2 separate regions of the Oryctolagus cuniculus genome follow, and region 1 is linked to region 2. Evidence: chromatin contacts called from public Hi-C data. All regions are on one chromosome and are shown on one strand. The core of a region is the stretch at or near the end of the contact, and the rest is flanking DNA. Distances in the headings are between cores, read along the strand shown.

The links. Hi-C and Micro-C count contacts between places; a contact is called where the count stands out from the background.
Region 1: a contact with region 2 is called in a Hi-C map of an unstated tissue, with 1.9 times the contacts expected there. The contact joins the enhancer-like site here to the promoter of PPP1R3C in region 2. A contact is called at or near these places in 2 of 6 Hi-C or Micro-C datasets (psoas muscle and an unstated tissue).

Annotation. Positions count from the first base shown.
Region 1 is chr15:38,848,219-38,853,572 of mOryCun1.1, forward strand. The region is part of intron 1 of LOC103351369 (a long non-coding RNA gene); the gene reads left to right. Among named protein-coding and RNA genes, the nearest start is that of PPP1R3C, 43 kb to the left of the region's middle. Within about 2 kb of position 3,148, at least 4 of the 8 cell types and tissues checked have an H3K27ac peak or open chromatin away from gene starts, as enhancers often do.
Region 2 is chr15:38,804,272-38,809,792 of mOryCun1.1, forward strand. PPP1R3C (protein phosphatase 1 regulatory subunit 3C) reads left to right here and starts at 3,877. Exons shown (of 2, transcript XM_002718505.5): 1 at 3,877-4,530. The coding sequence starts at 4,151.

The sequences.
Region 1 (5,354 bases), core at 1,898-4,397, 43 kb after region 2:
GGCAGACAGCATTTGAACACGGGCTTGCTCTGCTGCAGCACAGAGTCCTTCGCTTCTCTGAGCATGTTTAAACACTCACTGTAAAACGGATTGCATTACCTTCTTTGCAGGTTACTGTGCAGAACAGAGCTACGCCAAAGTTCCGATCAACCACCATTGGTCCTTACTTGCCTCTCTCCTGGGGGAGGGAGGCCTCAGTGAGTTGCAGGACAGGTTCTCCTACCTACTTGGGACATCTGAGGCAATGTCTTTCCTCCCTCTGCATGGCTAATCTTGTTGTGAGAAGGAAGTGGGCTCAGATCCTCTGTTAGTCAGCTTTTCATTACCTTAACTGAAATACCCGAGGAAGTTAACTTATAAGGGAAAATATTTATTTTGCTCATGGTTTTGGAGGTTCACAGAGCAAGATTGGGCAGCCCCGTTGGTCTGGAGTCTGCAGAGGGTGGGAGATGGCAGGATACAATCACACGGTGAGCCGGGAAGCAGAGACGGGCTCCTCTGTCACATCCATACATCTCACAGAGCCGCCAGGAATCCATCAGAAGGCTGCACCTCAGACCCAGTCCAATGTAACCACTTTCCATGGCTGCAGCTTCATCACTGGATTCAGTTGCATCCTTAATCCACTAATGTAAGACTCTGGGGGATCAAGACTTTCACGCATGCGCCTTTGGTTATTTTCCAAACCATCACAGGCTCCGACTCTGACACTCACTTGGTGCCAGACTCGGAGCAATCTTTGATGTCTCCTGGCTGCTGTCTTCTCATGGATGAGATGAAGGTAACAGTACCCATCCCTTATGACTTGGAGGGGAGTGAAAGGTAAAGTATGTAAAGTGGTCAGGGCAGTGCCAGACTCAAAAGCCGTCACCCGATACCGAGTGCACCCCGTCTCTGCTCAGATCTGTGAGGGCAGGAACGCGACCATCTCGCTCCCAGCCCAGTGGCCAGTGGTGGAGAAAACAAGTGACTCTTCTTTTTCTGGTTCTCAGGAGAGCTGCACTATGAAGGCCCCATAGCAATTTAAAGATAGACAAACCCGGAATAGGAACGGACAGCGTTAAGTGGGGCAGCTTTGCGATGGGCCGTGATGGAGCAAGCAGAAATCTCAGCTGGGTCACAGAAAGGCCGGCTCACAGGACGTGGTTCACAAGCGGCAAATTGCACGAGGGATTCGCACCAAAGGCAAATACCTTTGTAATCACCATGTCATCTATGATTTGCTAAAAGTGTTTTTAAACAAAAAAGCAGCTCTACTGGTTCACTCTCCGAATGCCTACAACAACTGGTTGGGGGCGGGGGGGGTGGGACAGGCAAAGCTTGGAGTGAGAAACTCAGTCCAGGTGTCGAATATGGGTGGCAGGACCCCGATTGCTTGAGCCATCATCCTGGCCTCCCAAGGTTGGCTTTAGCAGGGAGCTGCCCGGGGAGCCGAGCTGGCTGCCTCACATAGGCACCCAGCCCATCTTAACACTGATGTGGGACGGGGGCATAGTAGCTGCCAGGCCAGACAGTGTTGTTAAATATGAACACTGATCATATGGATGTCATTCTGGGACTCAGTTTCCCTTGTGAATTTGAGAACTGAGTTAGATTCCTGGGGCCTCACAGGCTCTGATGTTTAGTTTACTTCCTAAATACAGGGAGAAGGGATCAGTATTTTAAGCAGGTGTGGGCTATGATCTGATTTATGATTTTTAAACCCAGACTTTCCTTCATTGTTCCCCTGCCCCCCAAGACTGCTGCCCAGTTCTGCCCTTTGTGCTTGTTCTCAGGTCGGCTTCTCTTTCTACACCTCTCCTCCTCTACCTGAATCGCTGCAGCCCACAGCAAGCGCCTCTCCCTCTGCCGGGGACCTCATTCACATTCTGCCCCGTGACGTGACATCACTTGCTATTATTATCTCCGCATGTGTTGGTTGCTGAATTGATTCAGCAGGCACGTCCTGAGCAGCTGCTGCGTGTCAGACACTGTGTTACAGACTAGGCTGGGGTGACTGGGGCGGTGAACCCAGGTAGCCTGGATCTGCCGGTGGGGTGGGGACAGCCACGTCAGCAAGTCTCAGCATGATCGTGGCAGGGTTCTGTGGGACCTGAGATGAGGGGTCTTGCAACTAATGGGGGCGAGAGGATGGGGTGGGGTGGCTTGGGTTAGGGGATACTTCTGGATGGAAAGAGCTTGGAATTGAGTCTCCAAGAATTGGAAGCGAAGGGATGGGGTGCTGAGGAGTCAGGGGGTGCAAAGGCATAGGTGATAAAGAGAATGGTGAGAAATTCAAGCAGGTCACTCCTCTTATTGCAGAGTATAGTGGAAGGATGAGAAGAGTGGAAGATCATTCCAGAAACCGCACCACTTAACACCAGGATGCTTGTCTTCCACTGGAAGGAGTTCTGGATCTGAACAGGGAAAAAGCCCCATGGTGGGACGTGGGAGGCCGGAGATGGTGTTCAGTGACTTCTTCATGGAAGAACCACACTGAGGAGGCCGCAGAGAGCAAAAGCAATGGGGTTGTCTGTCTTCAAGGAGGCTGTGGGAGACAAGCTGGTGGCCAGGGGAACGATGCAGTTTGAAACGGACTAGGTGTTGTGGAAGCCCCTGGAAAGAGACCTGGCCCTGCCTCAGGGCCCAGGAAGGCTTCCTGGAGGTGGTGGTGTTCTCTGGTCCACTGTCCTGCCAGCTGAGCTTCATGGAGATGAAGGTGGCAGGGTTGAGAGGACTACGGTGCAGAAAGAGATCCCCGGTAGGCCACCTTCCCCGGAGCAGGTCCTGACAATCCAAGCCACGGACCCAGGCTGGAGCAAGCGGGTGGGGAACAGGCCAGGGAAAGCAGAGAAACCCTGGCTGGGTTGAGACCTCCCCAGCTGTCTCCTAGAATATAGTCCTGTTTTGCAAATACAGCCAATGAGGCCAAATATGTGGGGTTTGGCTCTGACTGCCAACCCAGCTCAGTAAGCAAACAGTAAGGGATTTTTCACCCCCCCCCCCTTTTCTCTCTAAACTAAATCTTCTCTGGATACATAATTTATAGAACTCCAGAGATCTGCAGTTTGGCTTTCTTCCCCAGAAAGGCAAACATCTCAGATCCTCCAGCCGCCCTGCCCCATCCTGCTGGCAGCGTGCCAAGGCTTCTCAGCCAGGCTGGGGACAGTTCTGCTGCTGTTCTAGGGAAAGGCAGCTGTGGGGGCTGCGTCACGGCCACCAGGGCCCACGTGGGCTGCAGCTCCCGGAGTGACTGCAGTAGTGGCAGGGTCGGAAGTAGGTGCTTGGTTGTGGGGGAGGGGACAGGAAATGGTGAGGACAGCTGTGCTTCTAGGATCTATCCTGGGACCATCAGACCCTGGAATAGATGGGTAATGTTTACACCCCACCCCCTCACCTCATCTGAGTCTTCCAGCAACTGTACAAGGAGGGTAGAACACATATGGTTACTATGCCCATGTAACAGATGTGTTACAAGAATGGAACCTGCACCTTGAGATTAGTTGGAATCCCCCCTCTGCTGCGGAGTGACCTTGGGTAAGTTGCAAAACCTCTTGCAGGTTGTTCTCTAGGGGCCATAACGGTGCTGTTTTCCCCAAGAGATCATGTTGAGAGTTGTACAGCTCTGGGCCAGCAGGCCGCACCTGCCTGGCCCCCAGCAGGTGCTCCTTGATTCTGTTACAATGGCTGGAGACCCAAGTGTTTCTGCTCCCAGCACAGCCGTCCATGTCGCCTCAGTCACATCACCTCTGTGCCCACCAGGCTGGCCTGCTTTAGGAAGCTACCTGTGTGGTCCCATCTCTGAGATTTGGGCTGACAGCTGAGTGTCTGTAAGTCCAGTAGGGTAGTCCTTAGGTCCAAATTCCTTCCCCTCTCTGTGGGAGCAAATGACTCTAGAAACTGCACAGTGGGTGAAACTTAAGCTTCAGAACATGAGCCCCAGTTCTCAGCCTGCCTGTTTCCACTTATAGTCAAGGGCAAGCGTCCAAGTCCCCATCCATTTATCATTGTCATTGCCACTCAGAAAGGTCAGTGTGCATTCCTCTCTTTGCCTCCAGACACTTGGCTCCCAGCAGTGATTAGAGGTTCTGAGCCTTGCATGCAGTAGGCGCTCATGCATGTCTGTGGAGCAGTTGGGTCATGCCCCTACCAGGGTCTGAGGGGATCCGGGTTATCTCAGCATATGTGACAACAGTTCCTCAGGTGAGCTGGCTAAGGGCTCCCATGTTAGAAACCCAGGTTGCCTCCCCAATGAGAATTCTATTCTTTTTTTTTTATTTAATTAATTTATTTGAAAGGCAGAGTTACACAGAGAGAGAAGGAGAGGCAGAGAGAGAGGTCTTCTATCCACTGGTTCACTCCCCAATTGGCCACAACAGCTGGAACTGCACTGATCTGAAGCCAGGAGCCAGGTGCTTCTTCTGAGTCTCCCGTGCAGGTGCAGGGGCCCAAGGACTTGGGCCATCTTCTACTGCCTTCCCAGGCCATAGCAGAGAGCTGGATGGGAAGTGGAGCAGCTGGGACTCAAACTGGTGCCCATATGGGATGCCAGCACTGCAGGCGGCAGCTTTATCTACTACGTCACAGCGCTGGCCCCGAGTTCTTCTATTATTGTATTCTTTTAACTATTCCTTCTACCATCTTCTCCTAGATGCCCCAAGGGATGGCTCCTTTTCCTCATTCACTTCTTGGCTAATTGTTGCTTCCTTAAGGGTCGTCTGATCATCCCATCAGAAGTGGCTTCTCCTGTCCCATTTAAGGCACTACCCATCTCATCATCATCATTGTTTCCATGGTCCTGTCAACTGACTGGAGTTGTTTCTTTGTTGTCTCTGTCTCCACGATTACAATTTAAGCTTCACCAAAGCAGGACTTGACTTTCCAGCTCACTGAGGTGTCCAAGTGCCGAGCATCTATACAGCAGGAGCTCAGTAGTTACTTGTTTAAACACAAAGGAAGACCATGCGGTCCAATGTGTTTAATTTGTAGAAGAGGAAACTAATTTCTAAGGGTTGAGGTGCGTAATGTCAATTTGCTTGGAGCAGAGCCCACTTCCATGAGCTCTTTTTCCACTGGCTTCTTCCTCAATTCCGATGGGTCTCTGGAACCAACATATGGTAATGATCTGCTTTCCTATTTTGAAGGAGGACTATTTTGTGTCTCTGAAGAATTACAGGACTAAAAATATCGGATGTACACCCTAATAAGTGAAAGGACAGTTTGCTCATTTGTGCTAGAAATGGAAAACACACAGATGTACTTATAAGCACCCTGGAAAGAAATTAGGTTGGTAAGGAATGGTCATACACGATGATGTCACCCTGGTGGATGTCAGCTAGCTAGGGAAACACCATTACTGGGCCACTGCTATTCAC
Region 2 (5,521 bases), core at 2,627-5,126:
TAAATTTAGGTGTTTGATCCATCTTGAGTTGATTTTCGTATATGGTGAAAGATACGCATCTAATTTCACTCTTATACATATGTACATCCAGTTTTGCCCTTAGTATGTTTTTTTTTAAATAAAGATTTATTTATTTATTTGAAAGGCAGAGCTATAGAGAGGCAGAGGCGGGGGGAGCGAGAGAGAAAGAGAGAGGGAGAGACAGAGACAGAGAGGTCTTCCATCCACTGGTTCACTCCCCAGTTGGCTGCAGGAGCCAGGAGCTTCTTCTGGGTCCCCCACATGGGTGCAGGGGCCCAAGCACTTGGACCATCTTCTACTGCTTTCCCAGGCCATAACAGAGAGCTGGATTGGAAGTGGAGCAGCTGGGACTTGAACCGGTACCCATATGGCAGCCTTGCCCACTAAGCCACAGTGCCAGCCCCTTAGTAGGTTCTTTTTTTTTCTTTTTTTTTAGAAGATATTTTGATGATTTATCGCAAAAGTGAACATACAATCCTTCAATTTCATATCTTGAGTTTTAGGCAAAGGAGTTGAAAACTTATGTCCACCCAAGAATGTATTCTTTTTTTTTTTTTTTTTTTTGGGGTGGGGGAGCTCCCACCTTTATTTTCACTCGGCTTAAATTAGATTAACCATTTCCTTCTATTGTGAATTTAGGCAGGGAACCACAGGAGCAATTTGTACAGAAGCTGTGATTTTGTCACTAACAGATATCTATACAGTTTGATGATTAAGTATGAAGAATAGAGAGCATACTGGGATTTATTGTCCCATTTCAACCAAACAAAATTTTAGGCTGACTCTAAACTATATTTGGGGCAAAACTAGAATTGGTGAGCTCTAAAACTGTGCTTATTCAACTGGAATGTGTAATAAGTCATAAAACTTTTATTTAATGAATATAAATTTCCAAAGTACAGCTTATGGATTACAATGGCTTCCCCCTCCATAACTTCCCTCCCACCTGCAAGCCTCACCTTTCCCGCTCCCTCTCCCCTTCCATTCACATCAAGATTCATTTTCTTTTTTTTTTTTTTACAGAAGATCAATTTCGCATATATAAAGTAAAGATTTCCGCATTTTGCACCCACACTGAAACACAAAGTGTAAAATACTATTTGAGTACTAGTTATAGCATTAATTAAACACCAAAGAGTAATTGTGTATTAATTACAGAGTTCAACCAATAGTTTTAAGTACAACATAAAATGCAACTTTTGTATTGTTGTGGCTTCCCCCACCCCAACCTCCCTCTCTCCCGTGGCCCTCCCCTCTCCCACTCCCTCTCCCATCCCGCCCTTCATCACGTTTCATTTTCAATTACCTTCATATACTGAGGATCAACTTAGTATATACTAAGCAGGGATTTCAACAGGCTGCACTCACACAACCGAACCAGGTATAGGGTATTGTTCGACTAGTAGTGTTGTTTTTAAGTTTCATAGTTAAACACATTAAGGACAGAGATCCTACGTGGGGAGCATGTACTCAGTGACTCCCGTTGTTGATTTAACAATTGGCACTCTTATTTATGATGTCAGCAATCACCCGAGACTCTTGCTATGAGCTGTCTAGGCTATGGAAGCCCCTTGAGTTCACCAACTCTGAACTTGTTTAGTCAAGGCCGTATCACAGTGGAGGTTCCTTCCTCCCTTCAGAGAAAGGCGCCTCTTTCCTTGATGGCCTGTTCCTTCTGCTGGGGTCTTATTCACCAGGATCTTTCATTTAGATTGTTTTTTTTTTGCCACCGTGTCATGGCTTTCCATGCCTGTGAGACTCTCATGGACCTTTTAGTCAGATCTGAATGTCCCAAGTGTTGATTCTGAGGCAGGAGTGCTGTTTTGGGCGTTTGCCATTCTGTGAGTCTGCTGTGTATCCTGCTTCCCCCGCAGGATCATTTTCTCCCTTTTAATTCTATCCTTCATTATTTGCTTACACTGGTCTTATTTGTGAAATCTCTTCGACACTTAAAATGTTTTCTGAGTATTTTGTGAGTTTGGATTTCTGCAGTAAAGACTGTAATACCCTTGAGGACAAAGGGCTATGGCTTGTGAGTCCTTGCAACCCCTGGCATGGTGCTGGAAGTACTGCACAGGTCACTAATTTCCTGTTGATGTGTTTATTGTTAAGATGCAAAGAACAAAGCAATGCTTGGATTTTGCCAATCCGTAATTGGAGAAAGCCCGTGAATTATAATAAAGCTCCCCATGAGTCTTAGTTTACTTGGCCTTCATTGCTGCCATCCCTAGCTAAGAACATTGATTCCATCCCAGTTCCTCTTATACTATGAAAGCCAGGAAGGAGGCATAAGTGGACAACCTGGGTCTTTGACCACGCAGGTTTATTGAAGCTGACTCCTCTTCAGAGAGCGCTGTTTCTCTCAATCTTCTGTTTGAAGGAGTTGAAACAGAGTGACTTTTGTGGCGTTAATCAACACCAGGGGGCAGGAGAGAAAGTGGAGTGAAAGGAAACAAGTACAAAAGGATGTTGTGAATAATGGCTGAGGTATGTGAGAGCTTCCAGCACAGTCCTTGTGCCTGGCAGGAGGGCTATACATGTTGAACTATACTTGTTGCACATTTTAAAATCATTTAAAAATTACTTCTTAGAGAAGTCATCCATGTTCACTGTAGGAATTTTTAAAAATACAGAGAAGCTAAACATCAAAGACATTTTTAGTTACTCATAAGTTCACCACCTCAATAAAAGTACGGATAACATTTTAGTGAAGCATATTTTATTTACTCTGCATGCACATCTCTCTCCCAAAATGAGATCACAAAAAATTCTTACAATTTTACATTTCCCCATAACATTAGCTGGTAACATTCACCTTTTAGCTCAAGATATGATTTTGGGCAGAGGAAAGGACTACCCAGGCTTCCAGTTTGGGCTCCGGCCTAACCAACCCCTGGCAAACAGCTTAGCGTCTCTAGGTTTTAGGTTCCTCCTCTGTGAAATAGGTTGATAACAACGTTACCACCCATGTGACCTATGGCACCTTCCCCCTGCACGGTTTTTCCGGCCAGGGTAATTAGTGGAAGAGATTCTGGTGCAGTGGGGCTCGCTCTGGCATCAGCCAGCTCCACCTGTGAGGTCCTGGGTAGGTCTCGTGCCTCCTCAGTGCCTCAGTCTTCTTTTCTCTAAAGTGGAGTGAGACACACTACCTGGGGTTGTTGTGAGACATCTGTAGACAGAGCAGGGTCTGGCCCACAGTCCAGAACCATTCTGCTGCCCCTGTCTCCCACCGGAGGAAACCGAGACCACGGTGACCAGATCCACGGAGCTAGGAAATGCCACACCCAAAGCCCGGGCCCTGTCAGCTGGTTTTGACTGAGCTAAAAGGCTCGAATCCCTGCCCCTCACTGGTTGTTACATTTAAAAAATGAAGCCCAAACCTGAAGCATCTTTCCCAATTTCTTCTTCCACATTTTAGTAACTCCACTTTAACCGTTCCACTGCTGACTGTTCTTTAAAAGACAGCGTGATCTTTTTTGTACATTTTGACTGCTGGATATTTAAGTAGAGCAGAACTTAGATACAAGTTTTATAAAGACAGTTTATACTTAGAAACTTAATTTCAAGGTTGGGACGAATGGTCAAAAACCGCCCCCAACCAGCACAAAATAAGGAAAGCCCAGAGAAAGGCACTGGTGCTGGGAGGGCCGTGAATGTTCGCGTGACATTTTAGCACTGCTAAAGGACGTCAGAACCCAGTCCAGGGAGTTGGGTTCACCACTGGCTTTGGCTGGCCATGTGAGTGAAAAAGGCCATTTCATTTCTGTCTATAGTTTTTTCTCCCAGGGAGAAAACTGAAGAATAGATCAACTTACAAATTGCCTTTTAATTAAATGCTGTCTTATCGTTTTATAGGATCTGCGTGTTGAGAGGGTGGTTCCTGGCACCCACTATGATGCATTCGTGGATTCACCCTAAGCGAAACACACACACACACACACACACTCAGCCAAACTTCTCCCCGCGGAGGCTAAGGTGCGCTAGCACACCAAGCAACGAACAATGCAAACGTTGAAGACGTCGGGAGCCAGCCACAACTTGCTGTGCTCAGATTCAGCCGTGCACACACCCGCAGACGGATTCCCGAGGCGCTGGCTGGTGAGCTGGGCGCCGCCTCCCGGCTCCTTGCATGACTTGCCTGCACACCCCCTCGCCCAGGGTTCGCGTTACGCCGCTCAGTCCAGCTGGCCTAGGAGTCCCCAAATCCCGGGGCTCCCAGCTGGCGCTGGGCACATTCAGCCCCGCAGCTATCGCGTCCTTGGGGAGAGGGCTCGAGCTGCAGCTGGGCGCTGGTTGGTCACGCCAGCGGGCCCGCGGCCCGGCGATTGGTCCAAGGGATCCGTTCACGTGGTTCCGAGCAGATAAGCTGTCTCTCTGGCGCCTGACCCGCAATCTGCGGGAGCGACCTGCGAGGGGGCACTGCTGGGAGCTGCAGGGCGAAAGTGCGCAGGCAGCGGGGTGCAGGCTTTCGCGGTCAGCCCCGCCTCTCTGCCTCATGAGCTGCACCAGGTATGTTGGCTGCGACTCTGCAACCCCCGAGTCAGGCGAAACGTGCAGATGCATGCAGACTGGAATGGGGTGGGGGCGTTTTCGTTCTGTCGTTTCTGCAGATAGAGACCCCAGAGGAGGGCAAGTTGACAGATTGCTAGATTGAATCCGGCACTCAGGGGGCCTGGGAGGTACGGAAATTTGCAGTGTGTGTCTTAAGCAGAACGTATGTTGGCAATCAGCATCCTTAACCAGAAACTGTTTAAACCTGAGTCAGCTATAGTTCCATCTGCCTCACTGATAAGACTTCTCTTTTGGTCCTGCAAGTCTGTTCCTCGGACGCGGGCAGCCGGGCTTGGGGGAACAGACCTCTCATCTTGTTGGTTAGATAGTTTAGTTTGGTGCAAAACTACTGGACGCTTTCACAATCTTATCACGGTTCGCCATAGCAAACTCGGTCTCAGAGTTGGAGCAAACTATTATTTTTAACTCTTGGCCAGGACTGAAAATTCCAAGGAAATAGCCCAGTACTAAAACTGTCTTTCCATAAATGCAAAAGACAACAAACAAACCCAGGCTCCCATAAACTACTTTTAATAGCTTGCCCAGACATAACTTAGCAGAAGCCTTCTCTAAAAATCTAGCCTGTTCATTATTATTAGACCCAGAGTGATAGCTTTAGCTTTCATTTGTTTAAGTCTGCAGGTCACCCAGAAAAATCCCAGCGCTGATAAAGTGAGTTCTGCGAGTGCTCCTTATTATTCATTTTGTGAGAATGAGCGCTTGCTTGGTGCTTGGAGTTGCTCTAATGAGCAATGAAGGCAGACTTGGAAATATTGTGCACAGGATACACATAGCTCTGAATCCATAAGGCTGAAATACGGGGGAACTCTCAATCCCATGCCCTTGGCCAAATGTAATGTGAACCAAAGACCAGAAAAGCCTTCTTGAAGGATTCTTCTTGGTTTATTGCTGAGCATAGTTATGTTAAAAATTTTTCATAGCTTTAATG